Linked DNA regions of Anas platyrhynchos: region 2 is linked to region 1. Evidence: chromatin contacts called from public Hi-C data. All regions are on one chromosome and are shown on one strand. Each heading gives the region's core, a stretch centred on a gene start, on an enhancer-like site or on the middle of the called end of the contact. The rest is flanking DNA. Distances are from core to core; before and after follow the strand shown. Region 1 overlaps NDST1 (N-deacetylase and N-sulfotransferase 1). Region 2 holds the start of MYOZ3 (myozenin 3).

The links. A called contact is a pair of places that touch in the nucleus more often than the background predicts.
Region 2: a contact with region 1 is called in a Hi-C map of subcutaneous adipose tissue, with 1.8 times the contacts expected there. The contact joins the promoter of MYOZ3 here to the enhancer-like site in region 1. A contact is called at or near these places in 3 of 8 Hi-C or Micro-C datasets (liver, skeletal muscle and subcutaneous adipose tissue).

Annotation. Positions count from the first base shown.
Region 1 is chr14:5,919,266-5,921,965 of IASCAAS_PekinDuck_T2T, forward strand. It overlaps NDST1 (N-deacetylase and N-sulfotransferase 1), which reads left to right. Exons shown (of 15, transcript XM_072023359.1): 3 at 1-292; 4 at 572-659; 5 at 902-1,056; 6 at 2,115-2,300; 7 at 2,554-2,682. Among named protein-coding and RNA genes, the nearest start is that of NDST1, 11 kb to the left of the region's middle. Within about 2 kb of position 1,331, at least 4 of the 8 cell types and tissues checked have an H3K27ac peak or open chromatin away from gene starts, as enhancers often do.
Region 2 is chr14:5,952,429-5,955,128 of IASCAAS_PekinDuck_T2T, forward strand. It overlaps MYOZ3 (myozenin 3), which reads left to right and starts at 1,411. Exons shown (of 7, transcript XM_038186457.2): 1 at 1,411-1,618; 2 at 2,444-2,530; 3 at 2,622-2,700. The coding sequence starts at 2,500. SYNPO (synaptopodin) reads left to right here. Exons shown (of 4, transcript XM_038186452.2): 4 at 1-1,261. The coding sequence ends at 70.

The sequences.
Region 1 (2,700 bases), core at 81-2,580:
CGAGCCCGTCCTCCTGGCCAAAACCAAGTCGGCCGAGTCCATCCCCCACATGAGCGTGGACGCGGCGCTGCACACCACGGTGATGCAGGACCTGGGCCTCCACGACGGCATCCAGAGGGTGCTTTTCGGCAACAACCTCAGCTTCTGGCTGCACAAGCTGGTCTTTGTCGACGCCGTCTCCTTCCTGACGGGCAAGAGGCTCTCGCTGCCCCTCGACCGCTACATCCTGGTGGACATCGACGACATCTTCGTGGGCAAGGAGGGCACCCGCATGAAGGTGGAAGACGTCAAGGTGCTGCTCTTACGTCCTGGCTGGATGGGCGGGGGCTGAGTGGGGCTGGGGAGCTTTTTGTGCTTGTTCTGGGATGCTCCTGGCTCTGGGGATGACTTTTTTCTGCTCTCAGAGCATCCTCTGGCCCCTGCGAACCCCTTTCCTGGAGTGCTGCCGCTGCAGCCTTCTCAGGGCTTTCAGGGGTGAAGGTTTTTGCCCCGCTTTGCTGCAGGTTTGGTGGTGAGGCTGTGCCCTGCTGCCCCTGGCTGAGGTTGTTGTGCTCTCTCCCCCCCCTCGCAGGCGCTGTTCGACACGCAGAACGAGCTGCGCACCCACATCCCCAACTTCACCTTCAACTTGGGATACTCAGGGAAATTCTTCCACACAGGTGAGGAGGCCGAGGGCTTGTGAATCCAAAAATCCCAATCCAAAAAGGAGGGGAGAGGGGCTGCACGACACCACCGCAGTCCAGGAGCCTTTCTACTCCCCCTAGAGCACCCCTTGCAGCTGGCACCCCATGCTAGGACCCCGTACCCATTCCCTATCTCCGTCTGAGCTGCTCCCTGCCCATTTCCAGGGTTCCCTTCAGCCCTGTGTACCCTGCAGTGACAGCAAGTGTCATCCCCGCAGGTACTGACGCCGAGGACGAAGGCGACGACCTGCTGCTGTCCTACGTGAAGGAGTTCTGGTGGTTCCCGCACATGTGGAGCCACATGCAGCCACACCTCTTCCACAACCAGTCGGTTCTGGCCGAGCAGATGACCCTAAACAAGAAATTCGCTGTCGTGAGTAAGACGCCGCCGGCGGGGGCGCTTATGGGGCCGGGAACGGGATGGGGCGAGGGGTTACAAAGAGCTTTTGTAGGCTGGGCTGTGGAGGTGTCCCCACGGTGCTCCCTGCGTGGCTGCAGCTGCGCACACATGGCCAGCACCGCTGCCTGCCCTGGGGCAGCGTTAGTGGGAAGGCAGAGATCACACCCAGAGGGCAACGGAGGGAAGCAGCTGCTTGGGTTTGTGCCTTGGACTTCACCCAAGCCTGAGGTTTCTGTTGAGCACGGTGTGGTTTGCTGCTGCCCTGACGCTGGCCCCTGTGGCATCCTGGAGCGGGGTCAGCGCGGCTGCGTCGGGGAGGCGCCGGCTGCGAGGAACTCCCTCTGCAGGCCGAGGTGTTGAGGGACTCGCTGGCTTTCTAAGGGCAGGCTCTGACCTTTGGCTTGGCTGGGGATCGTCTGTCCTCCTGGAAAAACCTTTATCGGGCCTGGATAGAGGCAACGTTGACACCAAGTCATGCTGTGATCAACTGAGCTGCTCATGACCGTCGTCAATCCAAGCCCAGTAAGGGCAGACCCAGTAATAACAAATTGGGTCCTATGGCCTGAGAGACAGCTCTTCAGGCCAACCTGAATTCCCTGTCTGTTAATTAGAGGTGCTTAATTAAAGAGAGGGATTGGACCATCTCGACTTGCACCGAAAGAGATGGGCATAGTGTCCAGCTTAAAATTTCCACGTTGCTTTATATCTCCTGCTGCACACCAGCGCTGCAGCCCTGTGTAGCTTTGGCTGCTCGGTCTCCACTGGTGAGCTTTGCTGGTGCTGGCCTCAATGCTGAGATGGCAGAGGTGAGGAAAGTCCAGGAGCAGCAAGTGTCCACCCAGCGTGTCTGCTCCTGGACCCCCTTTTTCTGGAAACTGCCCTGGTTTAGAGAGGGTGCACGGGTACAGCCTGCCCTGCTTGCAGTCCAGGTGCTTGGAGCTGGGCAGTTCTTGGGGGGAGGCTGGTTTGAGCTGGGAGGCTGCGTTTTTGGGATCTCCCTGCTCACCCAGACCCCGATCCTTCCCCTGCAGGAGCACGGCATCCCCACCGACATGGGGTACGCGGTGGCCCCCCACCACTCGGGTGTCTACCCCGTGCACGTGCAGCTGTACGAAGCCTGGAAGCAGGTCTGGTCGATCAAAGTGACGAGCACGGAGGAGTACCCCCACCTGAAACCCGCTCGCTACCGTCGCGGCTTCATCCACAACGGCATCATGGTAGGTGGCCGGGCTGCAGCTCTGCTGCTTCTCTCCTCTGCAGGAGATTCTCCTCTCCAAAATCTTGCTGTGTGGTTTCTGGGCGGCTTGGCTACTTCAGCCCCAGCTGGAGGAGGCTGAGGGATCGAGGATCCCTTGCTAGTTTGGGAGGAGGAAAGGGATCCAGCCCCAAACTCCAGGAGGAGGCCGTGTGGCTTTGTTTCCTTGCCCCGGCTCCTCCACCTGCTCCAGACACGTCTCTCCCTCACCCCAGGTCCTCCCCCGGCAAACCTGCGGGCTCTTCACGCACACCATCTTCTACAACGAGTACCCGGGGGGCTCCAGCGAGCTGGACAAAATCATCAACGGGGGCGAGCTGTTCCTGACCGTGCTCCTCAACCCCGTGAGTACTGCCTGCCTG
Region 2 (2,700 bases), core at 161-2,660, 33 kb after region 1:
CCGCGGCTGGACCGGGAGCCTGCGGCTGAAACCTGGGGGGCTGCCTTCGGGGGCCCCCTGCACTTCCTAAAGCAGCCGGCCCCGGCCACGCCGCACCGCCAGCCCCCCGCAGTGCCACCCGAGGGGGTCCCCAGGCAGGGAGAGGCACGGGCAGGGGCTGGGGATGCGCGGAGCGTCCCCGTCCCCATCGGCGTGCCGCCGGGGTCAGCTGCCTCCCACCTGCCCGCGGTCCCATGGCCCGGCTCTATTTTTACCAGCCTAACCTTTCGGGGCAGGACTGCGTGGTCAGCAGGGAGAGCGGGGCAGCTGGCGGGGGGGACACAGCCCCTGGGTGTCCCCTGCAGCGCTGGCACCCCCATGGGCTCACTGCGTGCCCCTCAGGTGGGTGCCGTGGCCGGGACTCCCTCCCCCAGCAGGGTCTGACCCGGCTGGTTTCAGCCAAAACCAGATCTGGAGGAGGAAAATTCATGTTTTATCCCCCCGGTCCCCAAATCCTGCTTGCTTTTTTTTCAACTTTTTGACCCTAACTCCATGCAAATTCCCCCAAATTCCTCCCCAGTGATGACGAAGAGAGCCAAAGTTATTTATTGCCGTGCCGAGGGGACCGTGGGCAGGTTACCTCCCGCTGCGCCCGGGCAAAGAGAGGGCCAGCGCCACCCCCAGCACTGTCCCTGTCCCCAGCACTGTCCCTGTCCCCAGCCCCGGGCTCACCCCATCCCCACCCTATGGGACCGAGGGACCCGGCAGGGACGGAGGGCACAGAGATGGGGGGGTTGTGGGGGTCAGAAGGCAGCGGTACGGGTTGCAGAGGGTTTGGAGGAGGTCTCGGTGCGGGAGGTGACGCTGAGAGGGTCCCAGGGACAGGTCGGGGGCCCCACGGGAGGCAGCTCCCTGCACGGGGCAGAGCTCGGGGGCACGGTGCTGGCGGGGGGGTGTGCAGGGTGATGGGGAGGGGGGCAGCAGGGTGGGCACGGTTACGTGGCAGAGCCCGGGGAGGGCAATAACGGGCCCCCACAGCGCTTCCCCTAAAAACAGGAGCCAGCCTGGGGTGCTGGGAGGTGCCAAGGCAGCAACCCCATGCCCAGGGGACGCAGCGTGCGTGGGCCATCGGGGCACAGCCCCAGGTAGGGGACCCTCTGTCACCCCACCCCGTCCCTGCTCCCTGCCCCTCCGCCCCCCCAGGAGCTGCCCTTCCCCACCACCGCCTTCGCCACCCCGTTGTGTACCCAGCTCAGCAATAAAGGGCCGTAACCCCACCGTATCCCACTGCCTGCCTGCCTCCCACCCGCCCCGAGGGGCTCGGACACGTGCGGCCACCTCCTGCTGGTGACACCGCCCTGCTCCCCAAGGATCAGCCCCACTCGGTGCCGGGGTGACACCGTGGCGGTCCCCAAGGGCTCACCCTGCTCCTCCCCCTTTCTCAGCCAGAAATAACTGCTGGCCTGCCGCGGGACCTTGGCACCCCGGCCGGAGCCCAGCACGGCTCGGGGCGAGCAGCAGGGAGCCCCAGGTGCCGCACGGAGCCAGCTGGGGCCACCAAAAGCTGGTGGCTGTGTCCTCGTCCCCAACCCGGGCAGAGCGCATCGCCCCGGTGTCACAAGGAGCCCCCCCTGGGCAGGTAGGGGGGGTGAGGTCCCAAATTTGGGTCAGCGGGTGGGGGGCGCGCAGGGCGTGGGGACAGCCGTGGGGTGGGGAGGGCACAGAGGGAGCGGGGAGGGGGTTTGGGAGAAGGGGTGAGGGGGTCCCGGGGTCTCCAGCCGAGGATGGGAGATATGGGACGTGGAGCTGGCGGGGAGCCCTGTGCCAGGCACCAGCCCTGGGGGGCCCTTCACTGCCCGGGGCTTTTAGGGGATGGGGACAGCTTCAGTCAGAGCCAAGAGATGCGGGATGCGCCCAACACCAAGCCCCCAAAACTCTCCGTGCTGCTTTCTGTGTCCCGGCTGCTGCAGGATATTTTGGGCGGGCAGCACAGGGGGGGCACCTCCATCCTGCCCCCGAGGAGAGGAGCTGGGAGCTGAGGAGCCCCCCAGCCCCATCAGGGGGGGGACAGGAGGTGTCCCTGCACCCCGGTTCACCCCACTGCCCGGGCTGGGCTGGCCGTGAAGGGTCGGGGCTGCGGGTCCTGCAGTGCCCAGGAGCTGAAAATAGCTCTGCTGAGTCGCTGCGGGGCTGTCAGCACCTCTGCTCGGCCTGGGGGTGCTGCTCCGAGCGGGGCTCAGCCCTGGGGACACCGGTGCTGGGGACATTTTCTGCCCTAAAGAGGGGAGATGCTGGGTGTGGGGCAGTGCTCTCCCCCACGGGTTAACGGGGGCACCCCTGGGCCCTGCACATCCCCGGGGGGCGTCGTGGGGAGCCCCCAAGCACCCGAGGTGGGGGAAAAGAGGTGACCCCAAGCACTGCTCCCCGTGCCCAGCCGTCACCCGCGGCCACCTCTCTCCTGCAGCCGGCCGGGAGCCGTCCCCATCCCATCTCCCTGCCCCAGGAGCGCGGCAGCGGGCGATGACCATCATGAAACCAGACCCTGGAGATGGTAAGTGCGTGAGGGGGGGGCACAGGGAACGCCACCAAACCGTGCGAGGGGCACCCGGCAGCCGTGCCACCCTCTCCCCTGGTGTCCCCAGCGCCCCGGCTGGACCTGGGCAAGAAGGTGAGCACGCCGCAGGACGTGATGCTGGAGGAGCTCTCCCTGAGCACCAACCG